Regions from separate parts of the Drosophila melanogaster genome. Here region 2 is linked to region 1. Evidence: chromatin contacts called from public Hi-C data. All regions are on one chromosome and are shown on one strand. Each heading gives the region's core, a stretch centred on a gene start, on an enhancer-like site or on the middle of the called end of the contact. The rest is flanking DNA. Distances are from core to core; before and after follow the strand shown.

Region 1 (5,508 bases), core at 1,149-3,648:
CTTTACAAATATTTTGTTATAAATGTGATCAATTTGAAATGTACACGTCTAAAGCATAAAAACTTGGTATTACGAAAATCAACAGTAGAATTTATGACCACTGTATACTTTATGATCAAGATATCTCAAGTAAGCATTAATGGGTTTTAGAGCCGAAGGACGAGCATATCTAACTTACCAGGAATACGTGGTGCCCAAATCAATGCCGATCACTGTGCCCAGCTCCTTGTCCTTTTCCTTCTTCTCCTCGCCCAGCGAGAGGCCAACGAAGGCCACGACGGCCAGTAATATGCATAACTTCATATTGAAGATCTCTCAGGAAAACTGCAAATAAGAAAGGGATTGCGTTAATTTTCGCCCAATTATTTCAACCTCGGCTTTTTGTACACGTCAACACAATCACACACACGCAAACATAAATGGCCAGTGTTCTTTTTGGCTCTCGCTCTCCCTCTGCGAGAGAACCAGTACTGATGACGTCGGCCAGATTGTCAACTGTTAACATGTACCGTTAGCTGTGCCACTTTGGCAACATTATTATTTTAAACACGATTCTACCAGATTCAGTACCTTATAAATCTTACTAGTAGTCAAGATCGGATAAAGAACACGTCTACTCCAATGGCTAACTGCCCGGCAACTGCTAAGCGGTGCGCTCATCTCCGTTCTGCTGACATTGACCGACGCCGACGTCGCCGGAAAGCGAGAGAGAGAGAGCAGCGAAATTTGTATACGTGTAACATTTTTCTGGTTCTTTCTTTGCTGCTGCCGGTGAGAGAGCGGCCAAATAACTGGTTTAATTCTTTTCGTTATTTCACGCACCGCAAGAAAGTCCCCCTCCCAACGCACAATTCCAGAAGGAAAGCTGGATTTGCACAGCTGTTTGTGGCTTAACCACTTAGGTATTTTATTCTTTTTTCTATGCCACACTGACGTGTACTTTGCGACCATCGGAGAGAGACACACAGAGAGAGCAAAGCGAGTGCTTATAAATCAGCCAAATAAATGACGTGTACCAAGCGGATTGAACGCAGACAAACGCACACAGATAGGCCTACTCCCACTCACACAGACGGCAAAATGCGCAGGCGCTTCGCGGTCTTTTAAAAAAAAGAAGTAAATGTAAGCAAAATTAACCGTAAATTACTGTAAAAGGAAAACAAGAACTTCACCTAAATGCAAGCTTAGGCTGTAAGAAACTAATACGAAGAAGAAGACAAAGTTCATTCACCGAACTTGTCACTTGTCACGACCACCACGTCATTGGTTGGCCTTTATTGGTTTCAACTATAAAGGAAACTAATTTCATACGTTTCTATTTCTTTAAGGGCACGTGCGGGCAAACTTTTTGTAGCAGACCTCTTTTACTTTTGCCAATATGGCGACTGTAAAATTGCAGTGTATTGGTGTCCCTCTTTGCCGTCCGTTCCTTTACACGAATATTCTAGCAGTGCAAGTGCACTTTCCAGCTATTTGTGCTAACGTCCAGCTCGTATTTAAGCCTTTTCTTTGAACTAACACTTACACTTATCGCTGAGCGGTTAATAATTTCAAATTGGTTTCGATTTAATGTGCTTTCTCGACGCTTCAAAGTGAACTGACAGAGCAGTAGAATATGTGGCTGCTGCTTATCTGACGTTTTTGCCGGCGCTTTCTACGTACGCACACAGTCATACGCTGCGGCACACACACACACGTGCAACTCTGGGGCCAAAAAGACACGTCAGTGGTAGATCAGTGTTGGAAAGCACGCGATTGTTCGGCCGACGAATAACCGCTTTTCAAAAATATATAATTATTTCTACACACAATATTTCGCGTTGTCCTTATCAATATCAGGTAGTAAATAGTATTTTACAGTTACCAATGGGTCTGTCAAGCAATCGTTTTGATTCTTTTATAATGTTGCCTCAATTTTGTTTCAAAATAAACAATAATATAATATAAGAAATGCTATAACGCAATTCAAGCCACTGAATTCCTTGCAACACATATTTATAAAAAAAAATAGATATATTTAAATATACACTTTATGCTGGTTCTTTTGGTCCAAAGTAAATTTGATAAATATTTTCCTGTTTCTTAGATGTTAATACCAACAGCATACACTCATATCAACTTTCAATATAATTTTCTTTTTGTATACTTACATTTTCTAACTAAAACTATTAAAAAAAAATTCACTTATTTAGGTAATTGTCACTTTTTGTCACAGAAGTATTAGTCTTTGTTGTTTTTTGGCTTGGTTTTAATTGATCTAATGGGAATGTAACGATTTCTTGTTTATATTTGCGGTCACAGCGCGTTACAATGTTCTTGGGGTAATAATTTGTATTTAATAAATCGCGTTTCTCTTTTGCTGTGCTGTTATTCCTTGTACTTTTGTTTTGAAACTGATTTTCACTCTCTGTTTTCCGGCTATTTATTGCTCTTTGCTCTCACCTACCACTGACGTGTCGATGAGTTTAGTTTTCTAGAAACATCGATACACATCTGGCAATCGAATAAGTCGAATAAATATTTCGTTAGACTAAAATGTCTAATTAATAAAGGTATTAAGAAGATATAATTAAAAATAAAAATAATATATTACAGGATTATATGATTGCAACTATTTCTGCTATACGGTTTACAATCATTTTAATAATAGTTTTTTAAGATTTAACTTCTTTTATATATTCATTTTATTCAATATAATTTTAATCGATAACTATCTTAAGGTGTTACATCTCTAGCACTGACGTGTCGCAGGCGTAGCTGTTCCGCCCACTGGAGGCCAACTCTCGCTCTCGCTCTCTCCCAGAGCTTTTCACTATTTGTTTACCCAAACATTTTCGGAGCGGAGAGAGTACGATGTTTGGCCTTCTTCTTTTTCTTTTTATGGTGTTTGGTTTGTCTGATGCAAATATGCGTTCCCCTTAAGTAAAGCCGCAACGAGCACTGACGTGTACATTGCCCCAGGTTAACCGTTATGCTTCCAGCTGAATCTGGATGTTTGCCGTTACTTTAAGTGGGGCGTAATTATTGACAACTTCCCAAAACTATTTTTAGACTTTGTAATTGTTCATTCCGATACTTGAAGTTATAAATATATGCTTTTGGGTTCTTATTATTATAAGCATATAATTACATTCGAAATTTAAATTTAAGCTTATATGCAGCTGTTTTTAATACTATGACAACCGGAAATGGTACTGCAATATTTACATGTAAATTCGAAAGAAAAACTAACTGCTTATCCATAGTTTTGAGTGGTAAACGAATGGAGTTTAATAAAGACATAGAATCAAATTTTTTTTCAAACTTACCTCTTTCATATATAAATGTTATTTATATTTTATATTATTAAAAATGTCTAGTATTTTATATATGTATGTATATATTGCTATTTCGAATTCCATATAGCAACTCTAGACTTTTTTAGCACTTCCCAGAATTTTTATTAATAATATTTACATATATGAAAAATAAAATTTAAAAGCGTATTTAAACAATACGCTCAAATGATGATTCAAAAATGTTTCAAGAATATCATGACTAATATTTGGGGGGATAAAAAATGATATATTTTCCGAAAAAGTCGAAAATACCACGTTTATCTGGCAATTTCCAGGCATTTCGTCGATCTTCATTTGAAATGATAATTTCCATAAATTAAACGACTACCGATAAGAACAGGCAAACAGTCTATATATGTAGCATATTTATAGCGAGTTCTTGACTTATCAGTCCGCATCCGCCCGAGAATGAAAAACACCCACTTTTTAGTTTTCTTTTTTTTTTTTTTGTCGATTTTTGTAATGACACTCATTCAATATCAATATATTTTCATAACAATACATAATAGCATGTAATAATCTTTTTATCATCTCCCCGCTCAGCGCCCCGTCGATATCGTACCGTACTTTACATTATAAAAGTAGACGTTGACCAAAATTCTGGTTTGGAATCCAGCCAAATTATGTAGTTTTCTTTCTGTCGCAGATTGTGTGCAGGAAAAACTATGGACAGGTTGTATTCTAAGCAACACATTCAATAATCTCTATTCGATAATTTCCATATCTATTAAAAAAATTATTATAAAAAAAAGAATTGATGATACAATCTAGGTTCTTTATGGCGAATTTGCTATAATTGGATTATTGATAATGCAAATAATGGTCGACGTGGTCGAAGAATGGGCCACATCATCTGCTCTCCACAATATTTAAAGCTTAACGACATATAAACATCAATTGCTTTACAATGCTGTCGTGTTTTTGTTTTTTTTGGTCAAATGTGTTTGTGGCTATTTGTGAAAAGTGAAATAAAATCGCTAAGTTTTTTATGCGTATATACATACATACATATATATATATATATATATATGTATGTATATAAAAAGTCGGAGCATAAAGAAAAGCACATCGAAAAACGATTAATAGTTAATAGTTTGTATAAGAGTATAGTTACAGTTTTCTTCTTTCTTTTGGGCAATAGAGTGCACAAAAATGGTTTGTTTTCTTCGTATATAATATATAAAGTTGCTTTGAATTGAATTTGTATGCTTGGTTTTCCATCGCGAGTTGCTGAAACACTTGAGTTGCATAGATCCGTTTTGAGTGTGTTCTTGGTTTTTGTTTCTTCCTTTTTTTTTGTTTTTTTTTATTGGTTTTTGGTTACCATTTTGTGAGAGTTTTTTTTGGTCCGAAACTGCGACACGAAGTGATTTATTCTATGGATACAGCATGCTGACTACACTGCATCTTTGCGATCTTAGAATCGCCACGCCTGCTAGTTAACAATATCAACAAAGGGCAAGCAGCTGGTGTTACTGAAAGAGTGTGGGAACAATGAAGCAATCTGTGGATAAAACCTGGCGCCAGTTGGCCTCAATTATTTACAACAGACACCTAACAACTGCTTACTTTAAAAGTAATGCCGAAATGTTAATGAAACATGGAAGCTTTTCGAATTCAATGTAGTATTTTGCGAACCATATCATGTGAGAAAGGCCAACTGGCTTGGAATTATCCAAAGATTACCCTCTGCCATTGTCAAACCAAAAAAGATCAATTCTACATATATCTGTGTATATATAGTGGTGTATATATATATTCTGTGTTCTGCTTGGTGCGGTGGCAGCAAATTGTTTCATCATTTTCCTCCATATCATCCTCATCCTTATCATCATCATTATCATCATCATCCTTCAAGTTTCTGCGTGCGGCTCCTACTCGTGCCTCACCCCGCAAATGGACAGGAACGTACTGAAGTTGTGCAGGCTGCAGGCCGGCAGCACTGTGTAGACAATGGCGGCCGTATCCTGGCACTTGAGTCGGAAATCGTGCAGCGCCTGTAGCAGCAGATCCGTTGCCGGTGCGGCATTCACTTGGTAGAACAATTTCAGATGGATCGCCGGCACTGGCTGCTGTTGATCTCCGCCAGCGCCGCCCGGTTGCGTGGGCGTGGCAGGTGGAGTTGCCGAATTTGTCGGTTGCGACGCCTGTTTCTTGGCCAGCGGATAAT
Region 2 (5,508 bases), core at 1,358-3,857, 2.4 Mb after region 1:
TTAACTACTATTCATTGCAAGCTCGGTTTTACTGTAGCGTAATATTAGTAAAGTGAACTGTGGTAAACGGGAGCGCAAAGGTGTTTATTATTTACAATTTTCCCCTCTACCCTGTCCCATTTTCAGCTCTTTTGTTTTCAGCTTTGTTTTAAGGGTTTTTCGGGCTTCAAAGTTTGGAATGTTCTAGCAGCTGTCGGCGCAGCATTGTGAATGACCGCTGCCGCTGCCGACGCTGACTTCGACTGCGCTGCCAGCGTCTCAAATGATAAGCTCTTTCGTGTTCTTGTTCTTGTTGCTGTTGTTGTTGTTGGATTCTCTTTGCGATTAGATAAAAGCACGGTACTTCGGCTTGAGTGCGTGTGTGTCTGTGTGTCTGTGTGTACGCTGTAGAGAGTGCGCATGTGTGTAATGTTTGTTTATTGAATGACATTCTACAATTTAGACATTCTCGACCAAAAAAAAAACCATAGATTACTTTTAATGGCTCTCTGACGTCCGAAGTTTTGTGATTAATCATCAGTCCGAAAAGTTGAGCAGGTAATTCTGCACTTTAATTGCAGTCTTATGAGGAAGAGGAAGCTACAGTGGAGCCTCGACCGAAGAGGACCATCGAATAATAATAAAAAGAAATACAAATTTAAATAGGTTAGCCCAACAGGAACATATATATATATATATATATATATATATATATATATATATATGTGTGTGTGTGTGGTTGGGGATTACCCGAATCAATTTGAATTGGAGTTCTAAAAAAATGTAAATAAAGCCTCATTAAAGCTTTTGGTGGGGGATCAACATTGTTTTCCACGACTTGATACGAGCGCATTAGACATTAATAAGATAAAACACAAAGAGCTACATATATTTAAAGTCCCAGCAAAACTGGCTGCATATAAAAGTGCATGTGATCAAGAACCACGACTTTTTCGCACGTAATAAAAAGTGTTTGGGGATCGTACATTTTATTAAGATAACAGATAAGCCTCACGACGCCGTACGATTTCGTCAAAAGACGTAAGAGTGTGTGGCTCTACCCTACCCCCTTTTCTCTTATCGCAACTAATAAAACCTTTTAAACTTGCCCTTACCTCAACCCAAAACTTTTGCATCGTGTCTTTGGAAATGCACCTAATCACTCAGCACTCTTCAAATAAAAAAAAATATATAATTTAAATTATCACTTTGCTTTGTGCACTAAAAGAAAACTATGATGACTTTTCTTGGAGATAAAAACTTGCAAGTGCAAAAACCGAGTACCAAATTTAAATATTAATACTTATTTAATATTATTCGCTTATCACAAAGATATGAGCAGAGTAAACATTCAATTGATCTGCGCACTTAAAGTGATAAAGAGCCACATTTTTGTCGTTTTAATTTTACCACTTATCAAATAGATATGAACAAAATGAAAATGGACTATTAATTTTGTTTATACTCTATATCTATATCCATACAATTTCACACTATGAAATCTCATAAGAATAGTATAAATATGTATAGATTTACTCGCATTTCCGTAATGTCTGCACTTGAAAAGTCGCAACATTTTCTCTGTGTCTTTCGCAATGAACTTACCTTTGGCCACCTTGCAGAGCACGATTCCATACCAAGAGGCGACAGGCGTCTCATTCTCGTCCTGCGTCTCCAGGAAACTGCTACCGTTGCGCGGGATGACCAGCCGCTGGGATTGGTTTTGGATTTGGCTGTGACTATGGCTGTGATTGCGATGCGGCGGCGATGGGTGGTTGGTCAGTGGGCAGTCGAGCTCCTCCAGAGCGTCCACGTCGAGGTCGTTGTCACCGGTGTCGGCTGCTGCGGCCGCTGCTGCTGCGTTAGCTGCGGCCGCCTCGGCTGCGGCGCTGCTGCGGATCTCGACCACGAAACCGCACTCGACGACGGCGCAAAAGATGCGCTGCTCCTCGGGCTTGAACCACTTGGATTCGCGCAGCTTTTGCACTGCCACACTGCTGCCGAATGTGGCGCCCACGGTGCCGCCAGCAATTCCATTCTTTTGCCCGCTGGGCGGCAGTAGGCGGTGGGCGGTGCCGGTTGTGGGATTCTGATGCTGCTGCAGTGGCGGTGGCCAATTGGAGGTGGGCGAGCTGGGCGCCGATTGGGAGTAACCGCTGGCAGGTGGCGCCACCGGTTGGTTGTTGTGACCCTGCAGTGGCCACCATTTCAGCGAGCTGACAAAGCTGTTCGAACGGTTCATTGTGGGCGTTGTTGGGCCTGAAGCGCCCAACTTTCACTCGAAAAAAAATTAATGAAATTCGAAATGCACTTTTCCGCGCGTTTTCCGGAATAACTTTTCTCTCGCTGTTTGCGTTGGATTTTATTTAAATTTGTTGTGTTGTGTTTTGTTCTGTGCTTCTTTCAATTTGCTCTGTTTTTTTTTTTTACGCTTCGATTCGCTGCTGCTGCTTCTTTCGGTTTCTTATGTTATCTGTTTCAGTTTCTTTTTGAGTTTGCCACACTGCACACGAAGTTCGAGTTGTTTCGGTTTGGGTTTTTGGTTTCTGTTTCTGGCTTTTCGTGTTTTTCGCTGCTGCTCTTCAGATATTCCGCCTTATCCGCTCGTCGGTTTGCTTTTTACAAATACAAATGTTTTCGGGCACGTCGCTTTATATGGCTCTGCTCGAGCTCTGCCCAAGCTCTGCCGACTTTGCTCTCATCGGCGCTCTTCGCTCTGCTCACGCACTGTTAACCGAACGTTAACAGTGCAAGAGAGCGCCAGCTCTCAATGTTGCATTTGTTTACAGTACATTGGCCGAAATGCAGCAACATATGCAATGAATTCAGGATTTAAATATGCAAAATTTGTTATCTCCAACAATGTAGGTTTTTAAAAAATGTATTAAGTGCTTGCGAAAGTACAACGAGCTTGCCGCTCGAGCGCGAAAGACTAGCAATATGTTAATTTATTAATCATAAAGTAAATTAAATCTGAACTATCCACAAACAATGTCCATAACTGTTCTGTGCATATGACTGTGCATTTGCATTACTTTTTAGTGTGCAACTCAATAAGAAAATAAGTTTTTTAAAAAACTTGTTGTTTGCTATATGATGTTTACCTGGATCATTGATATTCAATTACAACTTGGTATTAAATCTTTAAGTCTTGCGCCCAAAACTGCTTTTCTAGTCCACTGTTCATATTACAGTCATGAAATTCATGTTGCAAAAAAACCAAGAGTAGATCAAATGGTAAAGTTGCTCATATGTCTTCAACTAATCGGATAGGAAATACTAATTTCTGCTTTTTGAAGCAAACTATAAATTGCAGTTTAGGAAAATGCAAACCGCAACTACTAAGATAGTTATTGAATTCCAACACCCAAGGGACTGAGTCTAAAGATAACTTAACGGAGAGCGATATTATTTATAACCGAAGCCGGTTTATTTCAGAGAGGAATCTCAATCTCGCTGAGGCTCTCTGTCTGTCTCTCTTTCCCTCTCTCTCTCCGCCTTTCGAACTGTGAACTGTGGTGAGTATGGCATTCCGCTATGCTGTTTCGCCATTCTCTTCCCCCGCAAACGGCGCGCCAACTAAATAATTATCTATTTTACGGCTATAAGGCCAATATTTCGATCCTTGTGTGGCTCGTGCGGCGACATCCTTCGAGTGGAACCGACTGGATTATGGCCCCCCAATTATGAGCATTATTTGTTGGGCTTTCGTCAACGTCGCAGTTATTCGTCACGAAGCCCAATTGTAGACAAAAACGTCACTGGCCAGGTGAATTGATTGATGCGAATGGAGGTTTATTGCTTAATGGTTTGTTTTCGATTCGGTTCGATCTCAAACGAAACATGTGATCGAGCACGGGCAACACTCGATAGTATGTATGAAATGACAAAATTAACGAACAAACCCCCTCATTTCGTTCGAAGAACTTGTTACAATTCAATAGGTTATCTTATCGATTGATAAATAGCAATAAGAACAAATTGTCCTAGTCTTAAAATGAAAATCTAAAAAAAAAATCACTTAATTATATATAATTAATTAATCTTCCTGCTTCCGCACTTTTAATCCAAAGACATTCGAAAATTTGGTTGCAAATTCTTGTGTGCAATAAATTGATTGCCTTACGGAAATCGCAGAGGTAGCTAAAAAAAAAAAGAACAATGCGATCTAAATGATTGATACAAAAAATTGCAAGTTTCGGTGGAGCCCCTAAAAATAAAATAGCTCGCTTTGAAAATGGGAGCACGGATGATATTTGTATTTATAGCAGCGCTAGAATATTTCGCTTGTGCAAATATTTGATAGTGACGTGCTGCTAGCTGGGCCATATTAAATTGCCTCAAACAATGCCCAATTTACAATTGGAATTCCGCTCGATTGAAATTGGTATAACAATTGTATTGCTTTCCAAAGGAAACCCAAATGGGAAATGCACCCTTAAAATGCAATTGGAGAAATGCATTTGATTCGTTAATTAACTCGAGCAACACACATACATAATTACCATGAAAGTGCCAACATATCTCACGCACATAAGCTAACAAGTTTCTGCACCATTCATACCCCTTTCAATTCGTCTTCTATTTGCACTTACGAACAATGCAATGCATCGCCACAGCCTAATCATATCATCAGATGGCCAAAGACCTTGTGTTCATACCAACTAACTTGGCCTTAAGTAGTTCAACTATTACACAAAAGAGAAAATGTGTCTTTTTCACATTGATTATTTGTTGAGTAAAGGGGGATATATCGTATTCGGTAAACCAGAAACATTTTGGTTCTGGAATATTCAACTTCTTTCTACTCCCCACACAGGGTTGCATTTCATGAGCCGCGCCTTAAGATAGGCAAGCTGGTTTTTTTTAAATGTTTTTTCTTTACAAAATTATTCGTAACTTTGCCAGCTATTACTGTTTCAGATTGTAGACTAAACTTAAATCAAACGTTTCTCGCTGTGTACTACAACCATTTTCAATACTACAAAACGCTGCATCCAATGGATCGATAGAGGGCGGTGAAAATTTTGGCGGGGGTGTGGGGAAAACCGGGGTTAGACACGACGAGTTGGAAACTTTTCGTAGTGACGTAGTCCTCAAGTTTGATTTCTCGTGAGTTGCGTGTGTGTTTTATTGTTTGCTTTTTTTCTCCCCCCGTTTTCTCTCGAGAGTGCGTGTGTGTGCGTTGTCACGTACATCGGTACAATCGGTTCCATTCGACTTTGGTTGTGTTCGTTCGGTGAGTGGAGCTGAAGAGGGGGGGGGGGGGGGGGCACTCTAATTTGACCCATTGCCGCTGCTGCCAAAAGCTTTAAACTGGGCCAAAACCGCCAGCTGAGGCAACAGAATGGGGAAAATGCTGCGGGTCAGCACCATTTCGTACATTATCTTTTGGGGCAACCAGTTTGCTTGGCCATCTCATTTGTTAGTGGCACGGTAAATTTGGCACGTAAATGGTAATTATATTCAAGGCATTACAACTTGAGCATTGTAATCGAATTACAAAAATGTTTAGGTCTCAAGTACAAC

Evidence for each region. A called contact is a pair of places that touch in the nucleus more often than the background predicts.
Region 2: a contact with region 1 is called in a Hi-C map of the Kc167 cell line, with 2.9 times the contacts expected there. The contact joins the promoter of l(1)G0469 here to the promoter of Hsc70-3 in region 1. A contact is called at or near these places in 2 of 107 Hi-C or Micro-C datasets (the Kc167 cell line and embryo).

What each region holds. Positions count from the first base shown.
Region 1 is chrX:11,804,719-11,810,226 of dm6, forward strand. Hsc70-3 (Heat shock protein 70 cognate 3) reads right to left here and starts at 2,399. Exons shown (of 3, transcript NM_078577.3): 1 at 2,151-2,399; 2 at 179-324. The coding sequence starts at 303. It overlaps CG1578, which reads right to left. Exons shown (of 8, transcript NM_001298212.1): 8 at 3,788-5,508. The coding sequence ends at 5,213.
Region 2 is chrX:14,208,850-14,214,357 of dm6, forward strand. l(1)G0469 (lethal (1) G0469) reads right to left here and starts at 2,608. Exons shown (of 3, transcript NM_001272614.1): 1 at 1,585-2,608. The coding sequence starts at 2,221. The region is part of intron 2 of Prp16 (pre-mRNA processing factor 16); the gene reads left to right.